Regions from separate parts of the Bicyclus anynana genome. Here region 2 is linked to region 1. Evidence: chromatin contacts called from public Hi-C data. All regions are on one chromosome and are shown on one strand. Each heading gives the region's core, a stretch centred on a gene start, on an enhancer-like site or on the middle of the called end of the contact. The rest is flanking DNA. Distances are from core to core; before and after follow the strand shown.

Evidence for each region. Hi-C and Micro-C count contacts between places; a contact is called where the count stands out from the background.
Region 2: a Hi-C map of whole body shows a contact between it and region 1, with 3 times the contacts expected there. The contact joins the enhancer-like site here to the promoter of LOC112048033 in region 1. A contact is called at or near these places in 2 of 2 Hi-C or Micro-C datasets (whole body and whole larva).

What each region holds. Positions count from the first base shown.
Region 1 is chrZ:9,520,895-9,526,264 of ilBicAnyn1.1, forward strand. LOC112048033 (nuclear hormone receptor FTZ-F1) reads left to right here and starts at 3,703. Exons shown (of 8, transcript XM_052890535.1): 1 at 3,703-4,047. The coding sequence starts at 3,813.
Region 2 is chrZ:9,644,228-9,649,875 of ilBicAnyn1.1, forward strand. It overlaps LOC112048033 (nuclear hormone receptor FTZ-F1), which reads left to right. Exons shown (of 8, transcript XM_052890535.1): 3 at 2,703-3,319. Among protein-coding and RNA genes, the nearest start is that of LOC112048026, 29 kb to the right of the region's middle. Within about 2 kb of position 4,179, at least 8 of the 8 cell types and tissues checked have open chromatin away from gene starts, as enhancers often do.

The DNA.
Region 1 (5,370 bases), core at 2,453-4,952:
TTAATTCATAGAATGGCTGGTGAAGCAAACATAAGACTAAATACTTCTGGTTGAGGGTGAGCAAATTGATATCACCATGATAATCAAGTAAACGTTTTAATAAAAAATGAATTACAACATTTTCGAAGTTCAAAAGGCAAGTCCACTCAATTCTCATAACTTTCCATGCTGCATGATACTGTCAAGTCAAGCTCAAGACTATTTGACAGCAACAATATATCATTCTAGAGATAGGGCACTAGCGCACCAAAACTGAGGTGGACAAATGTGCATAATTGTCTTAATTTCATTTAGTCGCTTATAAAACAATGAAAGTTATTATATATTTAAACACATAATACATAAAAGTTGTCTACAATGTCGAGTTGTGCGTTTAGGGAGTGTGAAAACTATACATAAATGTAATATAATGTAAGTAAACACGAAATTGTGCATGTCTCAGCGCTCAGTGGTGTAGCTAAATGCAGATCACTAACGGAACGGAACATATTAGTATAAAATATGTTTGACAATAAAAAAAACATTTTCGACAGCAGATATAGGCATTGTCAAGTGCCAAGTTATGCCTCACATTGTCACCACTGAATTAAATTGAAATTTTTACTAAATAAAATAACATTTTATTACATAAATTTTAATTAAATTATTGTATCATCAGTTCTTTTATAACAATCACAACAGCTGATTTCATTACGCCAACGGCAGAGAAGTCTTGCCCCACTTGGTTTCTAAAGAAACATTCAGTTTATGTTAATTTTCACTCTCCTGAGATTTGTGAGGCTTGCGTTAGTTTCGCGATCATAGTAAATGCAATTCTGAGACCCCTAATCAGTATCAATATTCTAAATTCAGTACATTCAGTAAGAACAATTATTAAAAATTTAAATGTTTAGCCAAAAAGTTAGTGTTGTGTCTAACTGTCAAAGTCATTCTGACTTAGAGAACGTCAATTGATTGTAAATGTTACTCTACGTACTTTTTATAGTCCCCTTCCTTGTTATGCAACTTTTTAAAATATTAAGATAGTATAACTTTCACACTTTAACACTTAAAGTAGTAATATAAGAATTCTAAGAAATGTATACACAACTCGATTAATTTTTGAATAAAAAAGTAGGTACTGTATGTAACAGTTTTATGGTTCACCTAGTATTTGCAAGAAAAAACTAGTAATTTGTGTCAAGTTCATGTTAACATAATTAATCATTTATTCTATTTATTATATGAAATTGTTAAACTTAAAAAATGCTTAATATATATTTAAATTAGTTGGTTATTATTTCCCGTAGATTGAGGACATTTTTTAAACGGACAACATAGACATCATGTAAACACAAAAACAATAACACTAGTGTTGTGCTCATTATTTCGTAGATCTTTTCTCTCGATTAAAATTCTATTTCACATTGATGATTAAAACAATCTTCAGACTTTGTAGTTACGACAATCAATCAGATATACTCTTCAATTTTAATTAACTATAATTTAAAAATTATATAAGATAATGCTTGTCGAACACTAACTAAAGTATCTAAAAAATGTATTATGTATAATAAAGTAATTAAATTGACCAGCGTATTCCCTCGCCTAAACATAAATTTAATGACACATATAGATGGGCATAATTTATTACTTGTTTTTATGAGTCGATAACAATACCTTTATTCGGATGTTGATCGGATACATGCTTGTCAGTGTTTGTTAAATATAATATTTAAAAGAAACACGGTCGAAATACCTACTTATAAAGATCAGATCTTAGGATAAGAAATTTGAAAACTTAAACAATTCGTAATTCATGGAGAGAAAAATCTTCTAACAATAGTTCCATCTTAAGGATTACTGCCTCGTTTATACAAACCTTGATCTAACAGCCAAACGGAAAGTTCTCCTGATGCTGGTTAAATCTTTTATTATGTTTATTGTTGAGTTTTTTTTTTTAAAATCTAACTTACTTTTCTGTATCACTGACAACGAATAAATAAATAAATATACTTAAACAATACACGTCACTATCTAGCCCCAAAGTAAACATACAGAGCAGCTTGTGTTATGGGTACTAAGATAGTTGATATTATAATGTTCATATACATTTATATACTACATATAAATACTTATATAATGTATAAATACACACAGATACTGGAAAAAAACTCGTGTTCATCACACAAATATTTTCCAGTTGTGGGAATCGAACCCACGGTGAGGGTCAATGGAAGTGTAGGAAAGGGAAGACCAAGCCATTCTTGCAACAGATTTTGATGCAAATTTCAGTAATAGATAGAGTGATTTAAGAAGAAGGTGTGTATAATATTGTATAGAAAATATTTATACTGTGATGTAGTAACAAATATTTGTTTGTGCTTGGGCATTTAAATCACAAAAGCTTACTAAATCTTATTAAACAGATCAAATAAATTTTAGGTACGATAAATTTTTTATATGAAAAAAAGATCGATAAAATGTCCGCGGTTTGTTTATCTAATCACAGAAACTATTTTTGTTTTTATTCTTTATACAATAAAATACATAATTTACGTGGTACATTTTATATAGATTAAAACTGCCCTTAACAGCATTTCATTAAAATGGATGTCCCACAAAATATCAGAGATTTAAAAATTGAAGACATAGCGGCTGGCGGGTGATGGGCAACGGTCAGTAGACGCGGGGATGTCGCAAAGATATTATTTATTTAGAAGCCGAGTCGGGTCTAGATAATAATTATTCTAATATGGTCTTTATTGATAACTGGTTAATAAAAATTAAGAGTACCCTAAACCGACAAAATTGTATTGTATGAACGGATTGATGAGAAAGGAAGTATTAAAGGGATTAGGGAGATATTATGCAAGGATCGCAGCAAGTGTAAGAACATCGTTTCTGTCTGGATTAAACCGTAATGACAATGTAGTATATATTGTAAGAATTTCATAAATGAAACATATAACAAACATAGGCTTTAAATGAAAATATTTTCGTTTGATTTGGATATTTGTACAACTTAACACCATGAACGTATGAACGAGTTCGGAATCGATACATTATATGGTTATAAATTACAATTTAAATTCGTATAGGTACATCACTATAAGTTTATAGTGCACTTCTTCTGCCATAGATGGCGCGCTATGTACCGGATGTTAAACTCAACACAGTGTTTTATTAAAATATAATGAATATAACACCGAAAAAAATCTAAATTTATACATCAACTGATATTAATATAATTTTAATTTGCTTTAAATTAATATTTAAGCCAATTAACTAAATATAACATTCTAAATATTTGTAATCACACTCGTTCAGATTGACCTACATTAGAAGCCCTTGTGAAAGGATTGTGCAATAGAAACGGTCATTATTATTACACAACTCAACGTATTCATATACATTTGAATCTATGCATTTAAAAATATTTTTTCTAAATAAATACAAGTTATTTTAAACTTATGATTTTGATATTATAAACATTTAAACATGTTCTTGTAGATATTTTTCTTCATTTCCCATACATCCTCTTTCATAATTCACCATTCATAGTTAATTATTTGTTATAAAAGTACATCAAACTATAAGTTTTCTGGAAAATAGGCCATGACATACTTTTCTCAAATTAGGTTAATTCTCGCTGCCCTTTACCGACTTATTTCAATGTCAGTCATGAGTATAGTAGTTCTATTGAACCCGAGTTATGTCGGAATATCAAAGTGTAAGTGAAGTGGCCTAGAGACCTACATTTAGTGTTTTATAAGGATTTATTGGTATTTATGTAGAACATTTGACAGAAAATATTTTTCTAAGCGAAGTAGATGATATTTTATAAACCGTGCGGACAGCTAGATTTAGTTGTTTCGCATAACCGTCCGATGATGCACGAAGACTCTCCAAAAATGAGTGTTGCGCAGGGTCTGGGCGCTACTTCGAGCCAGCCGAAGAGTGAGATCGTGTTCGAACGAGCTGTGGAGTATGAAATATCCACGGAACAGAAACCCAATGGAAATATACAGCTGGAAATAAAGATCCCCTATGTGGATCCAACCACTGGTACGTAATAGTTTAGCTCTACCAATTAAACATGATTAGCTATACATAAGTATATACCTACATACCAATTCATATATTAGCTGCAGCCGGATACGAGCCCGATTTATGTATAGTCCAAAAATATATATTTCCAAAATTCCTATATTCCAACTTACTGTTCATGTTTATTTTTGGATAAATTTAACAAAATTTTATAATACATACTAAATCGTATTGGACTCTACTAAGATCAATCGTACCGCTTAACCTAGATTTGGGACATGAGGCCGGGAATATTTTATGAATACATATGTCTTATATTCAAAACAGACAAGTGCTGGTTGTATAATAATTAGGTACATTGTATGCATTGTGATTGTGAACTGTAGAGACTAGTAGAGAATACGTCTACCTGCCGTACGCTCGGTTGCACGGAGCGGCAACGTCGCATTGGCTTTTCGCGCTATCCTACAATGGAATGGGTTGGGTGAAATAGCGTTTCAGAGTTTTTTGAGTGGTAGTCACAGCGAGTTGCACTGCGGTTCGAGTCACGGTCCGTGTTGCAAGAGTAAATCTAAAATGGGTAGGTATTAGCCGATGATGAATGGCCACAAAACGCTCTATCCGTCTATCGTCAATAGTCGTCACTTTGTATGCCAGCGGTGATGTTCCATTCTGTGTTAGTGGGGCACTGCTTGCGGTGTAGCGCTGAGGGGGCAATGGGCACGTTACATAGGATGAAGTAATCGCCCTGACTCAGGACAGACGTGAATTATTCATACGCCTTAGGAATGAGCTTCGCGTTTTTCATGTTTCACTTTCGATCTCTATTCGCTGTTTGTTTTATTGCGTTGTCTGCATTTAAAAAAATTCCTCATCAAGACAAATGAGACAAAAATCCTTTAAAAATGTTATAGATACACACACTTAACTACATAGTTGGTAGAGCAAAATGCCTTTCCTTCCCTTCGAAGAGAAAACCTTCGAAAAACATCGTTAAAAATCAAAGTAAGTATATTATTTTTGTTGCCTCATCATATTCCGTAGAAAATTTCAAAACATACCGACTTGAACAAATGAGGATCTGGAAATCTGCTACCTTCCTAAGCCATGACTGTCCAAACTCCATACTTGGCTTCCGTACTTACGTATAATAGGAGCAAACTTTCAGTATTCATATAATTAAGTATAATATGGCTACCCAGGCTCTCAATATCACACTAATATTATAAAGGCGAAAGTTTGTGTGTAAGTGTGGAAGTATGTTTGTTCCTTTTTTACGCTGCGGCAACTAAAGCGATTTGGCTGAAAGAAAGAAAGAAGAGAAGACTCTAGATTAACACC
Region 2 (5,648 bases), core at 2,929-5,428, 120 kb after region 1:
AGTCCTTCAAAGATGTTATTTTTTTAATAATAACAATAGAATTCCCATTTCCGCTCGTCTAAGCAAGAGCTACATAGATATCGTAGAGATTCTGCGTAAGAGTTATTAATAACAAAGCAAGAATTTGCTACTTTCAGTATTTTTCACATACCTACTTATGTATATTTTTTTACCATGTGAAAAAAGTTGTTCTTTTAGTTATTCATTTGTTTTGTTATATGTTAAATAAAAAGACAAACTTTCTATATCAAAAGATTTTACAAACGTCTGATGACGTCATTTTGTTATTTATTTATTTTACGACATTCTGAATTACGAATTACCGAAGTTGAATGAACCAAACTTTTCGAAAAGGGTGCTTTTCAAAAAGTTTGGTTCAACTTCCGCTGATCCACAGTCTTAAGGTTTCACTTTCAGTAGATTGTGAATGTTTGAAAAGAGTTGAGCGTCCCCTGACATACAATTGTAAGTAGGCCGATTAAATTGCGCAGATTTACCATTTACTTGGACAACTTTTTTTTTTAATTGTGCGTAACCGAAAGGGAGTCGGGATTATGATATTATGTTTTATTATGATATGATATGAAGTTTCGCACATCTTGTGGGGTCTAATAGGTATACTGTACGTATCTGTTATACAATTATTGTTACTCTGCGATTTTTTTTTTAAATAATATTTGCCATATGCTTTTAAATGTGACCAATATTCCCATTCCCCTCCAACTAGTCGGGAAATACTGTATTAGGAGTGCGTACGACAATAGGCGGGGATCGAACCACCACCCCGCGGTGATGAATGCGACCGCTCTTACGGTTGAGCTATTGAGGCTCTAAATGATTTAGTCGGCCAACTTACAATTGTATGTCTCTTAGAATCTTGAAAATAAAATAACTTATTAAATGTAACATTTGAAAAAATCACAGTTACCCCAAAACTCTACAAGAATGCGTAAATAAATACGACTACAAAACAAGATGAAAAATCCGGGTGTCCAGACATTAAGCCTTTAATTTTGACGACTTTCGATAAATTTCCCGCTGCCGAGTAAGTTTCAAAAGCCCTGTATAAGTTCACAAGAACATATATCCATTCATGAAATAGTCTGCATTACGAAGCTGTTGGAATTGCACACAACAGCTCTTTAATCCGCCACGCTTGGCGTCTCTCTTGGATCCTCCACTACGCCCTATGAGTGTGTCCTTATCGCACTGAGCCGCGTTGCCACATAAAAACTGGTTGTTATTTTTAACTCGTGTGTTGGGCGAGTCGACAATTTACTGAAATCCCCCTTCCGCTCCGGGTTCAGACGGTTATTTACAGTTTACAATGTTCTTAGTTATTACACTAACCCAGACATGATTTTGACGTATATACAAATCTATATATGGTCGACCCCCCAGTAGGTGGACTGAGCATTGCAGCGAGTTGCAGGGAGCCGCTGGATGCTGGCGGCTCGAGACCGTTTTGTTTGGAAGTCCATGCCAGAGGCCTATGTCCAGCAGTAACGTCAATCTGTTGATGTTGACGAATGATGATACAAACCTAAGATTAATTCGTTCAGCGAAATATTTCAGTACCTACATTTAAAAAAAAATGCGCAAACTGATGAACGTAGAATTTGACACAGTTAAGTGAATATAGAGAAAAAGTTAATAATGCTGTTTTTTATGTATAACATGCATAAGGAATGCATTGAATTAATTAAAATGAATATTACACATACCTACTACATTTAAAAATTCAAATGATACACAACATACTTACACATAGATAAATGATTATTAATTATTATTAAACGTTTTATTCATATGACAATGGATTTCGCGTAGAGGCAAAAATGTGAGCGCCGCGATACACGAGTAGACTAGATGATCTAGAACCATAACCTATGGCACGGTAAATCTATGTCCTTGTCAAGCACTATTAAAACACTTATGACATCGGAATATAGTTCATCCAACCTGTTTATAAAACGTAACGAAAATGATATAAAAACTATTGGGTAGACATAAAAACATATCAAATTACCTGAAAGGTTAACAGCATGTTGTACACAAATAAATAGGTGTTTAACATACCGTTTAGTAAGTTACTTTACAGTCCATATCATATTTTCCCGCGAAGAATAGGCACGATCGTAATTTATGGTTATCTCGGGGATCGTTACTCGAAATTTGGATTTCAGCCAAAATCATAAAACGCTGTCGACTCTTGTGCGCGTTAAGCCTAGTGTCCTAAATTTCAAGCCCATGTTATTAAATTCCCATTTATCAGCGTACTATAAAGAATGAGTGCAAAGGCAAGCCTACACATCGCTTAGAGATATTCTGTTTTTAACACAGAAACCTTTAGTAATGTAGCCCCGTTATTCTAACAGGTCTATTATATGCACCAGTAAGACCAAAACTTTACTGAATACTTCCGAAATCCATCGATGTATAAGCAACGAAACCTCACAAACTATATAAAGCTTGAAAGGAGTTTAACATTCTGTGGTGACAAGGCTAGGAGTTTCTTACAAAACGTACAGTTTTTTGATTTGCTTGTTATAATGCATTCAATAAGAATTGTGGTAAAATATATCGACATTGCAAACTCTAATTTTAAGATTGTCATAGTTTCTCCATATTTGTAGAACCACGTGTTGGATATGGCTGCGAAGTGCATGAAGCGGTGTAATATATGAAGTGTTTTGTTGCAGCCGTGCGAGCCGACCGCATGCGCGGCGGACGCAACAAGTTCGGGCCCATGTACAAGCGCGACCGCGCTCGCAAGCTGCAGATGATGCGCCAGCGGCAGATCGCCGTGCAGACGCTGCGTGGCTCGCTGGGCGATGCTTCGCTGGTGCTGGGCTTCGGCTCGCCGTACGCCGCCGTGCCCGTGAAGCAGGAGATCCAGATCCCGCAGGTGTCGTCGCTGACGTCGTCGCCGGAGTCATCGCCGGGCCCCGCGTTGCTGGCGGCGCAGTCGCAGGCGCCGCCGCAGCAGACCGCGCACGACAAGTGGGACGCGCACTCGCCGCACTCGGCGTCGCCCGACGGGTTCGCGTTCGAGGCGCCCGCCACCGCCGCCGCCACGCCGTCCAGCACCGTCGAGGCCACCAGCACGGAGACCCTGCGCGTCTCGCCCATGATCCGAGAGTTCGTGCAGACGATAGACGACCGGGAGTGGCAGAACTCCCTTTTCGGACTCTTGCAGAGCCAAACTTACAATCAGTGTGAAGTCGATCTCTTCGAATTAATGTGCAAAGTGCTGGACCAAAATTTGTTCTCTCAAGTGGATTGGGCGCGAAACACCGTGTTCTTTAAGTATCTAAAGGTGAATTTCCAGATAAGTATAAGGATCCCGTCCCGAATCCTTGAAACCTCTCCCCGGTGGACACCAAACTGCTCGCGAATGTTGCATTGCGACGCTTGGCGATGATTACTCTTGCTTTGAGAATATGTTTGTTTGAGCAGTGCGACTTGTCTGTGATCTTACAGCCGTAGAGTTTCGTGTGGCAGCCGGCAGGAAGAGGCGCGTGTGACGCATGCAGCGTTGCGGTGTTGCCGGTCGCAATCGATACCTCGCTTCGCCTCCCCTTACCAACTGGGTCAAGTTCCCACGGCTAGCGTGCCGCCTGCCGTTGCCATCGTTCTTTCATTACGCTACTACACAACGCGCAACGTGCTTGTACATTACACGATTACACAATACGCTAGTATCGACAACACCACTGCAAACATAATTATAACGTCATGTTTGAATCATCTGATCTGATTCTTGAAAACTCACACAGCATGCGATAGGTGTGCGTCCGGATGCATTCGCTTTACTATGTTTACATCACCTGTGCTCTCTTAAAAATATAGGCGTTTAATCTGTCACCTTCTAACGAGTTATGATGTAAATTAAAATCAAATCATTTCAGTTTCGTTAATTCCAAGTAACTTCTCAGTTTACAAGCACTTTAATGAAATATCAAGATGGTTCATGTACCAGTTTAAGTGTCATACCAATTAAGTAGAGTTGGATCAGTCAGCAGTTCCACAAAGTAGGTCGTAAGTTCGCGGTTCCTTCACCCATAGGAGCAAGCTCCCTAGTTAGGAGCGCGGCTCGGCAACCGCCGGTGCAGGCAAACAGTCAACAGTCTCTGTCGTGGTTGTTGTACGCTTACGCAAGAACAGCCGGTCACGTGGAGTGGCGACGTTGCCGCTCCGTGCACCTCGCTTCGTCTCACTCCAGCACACAGCCTCCGATCCACAACTAGCAATTTTCATTTGTTCTAAATGACGCCGCTTGTTTACGACCCATTCTCAGAATTAGGACAAACGGCAGTCGTACATGAATCTATCTCCCTTGCATACTTATTTACACAAATTACTTACGGAAACTATCTAGGAAATTTTAGGCGCGCATTGTAATGTACAGGAGAATGAATTTCAGACATTACATTACATGTTACAAACGCACTATTGTCGTGTTTAGACAATAGTGCGTTCGTTCGTATAGTAGCAGTTGCTAAAGCTTTCAGTCGAGAGTCCGAGGACGTTTGTCGATGACCCAAAAAGTCTACGAAACTATGTTTAGGCGCGTATTGTAATATACGTACAGACCATAGTGCGTTTTTACTCGAATCCAAAAACATTGTTGATAACCCACGAACTCTGTATAAATATATAGGCCTATTGATGTACAGGCTCAGACCAATTATAGAAGGACCTGTATCGCACTCACAGTCACGAACAAAATTGTCTGTCATTTTCTGAAGAAAACGAGCTTAGATTTGGTATATATCTTATAATAAACTAGAAGTTTTTGCACGTTTTTTACAGAATTCAATTACACAAAAAGATATTTTTACGGAGCTCTTTAACCGACGAACACGATTACAACTATTTAACATTGATACTATAGAGACAGTTTTTATAATCGCATTAGATCGTTGATCATATACTTTGACAGAAAAGTAACGTCTAGCGAGGCAGGTCCTATACAATAATTGGTCTGAGTGTACAGGAATACGTATTTCAGACATCACACGTACATATCACAGTGCGTTTGTAGTTGTACACAAGTCGTCCCTCGTCAGCGCTAAAGCTCGAGAGTCGAGAGTCCCGGAACAATGTCGACGAGCCACGCTTTCTCCAGACGGATGTGATGTAACGGGGCGAGCGAAGCGGCAACACTGCACTTTCGTCGGTGCACTTGACACATTGCCCGTGGCCGAGTTGCCGCGAGAATTGAGAAAGCACATTTTACCGCGTAACCACCGGTAACGGAGACGCTAGTAATAGTGCGTTGCTTTCTCTTACATAACGATTACATTTATAACAGTAGCCTGGTTACCTAGTCTCGCGATTACCATCTATTATAATACAACGACCATTTCTTTTGTATCTATATATATAAAAATGAATTGCTGTTCGTTAGTCTCGCTAGAACTCGAGAACGGCTTAACGGATTTATCTTATCTTGGTCTTGAAATGTTCGTGGAGGTATAGGGAAGGTTTAAAAGGTGAGAAAAAATCAAATAATTTTCGGGAAGACCCTACAAACTGCCCTTTTCTATTTCCCATACAAACGTCAAGCGGTAGGGGTAGGGTAGGGGTAGAGGTATAGAAGAGTAGAGTAGGGATAGAGAATAAGTGCACTTATGTCAAAACGA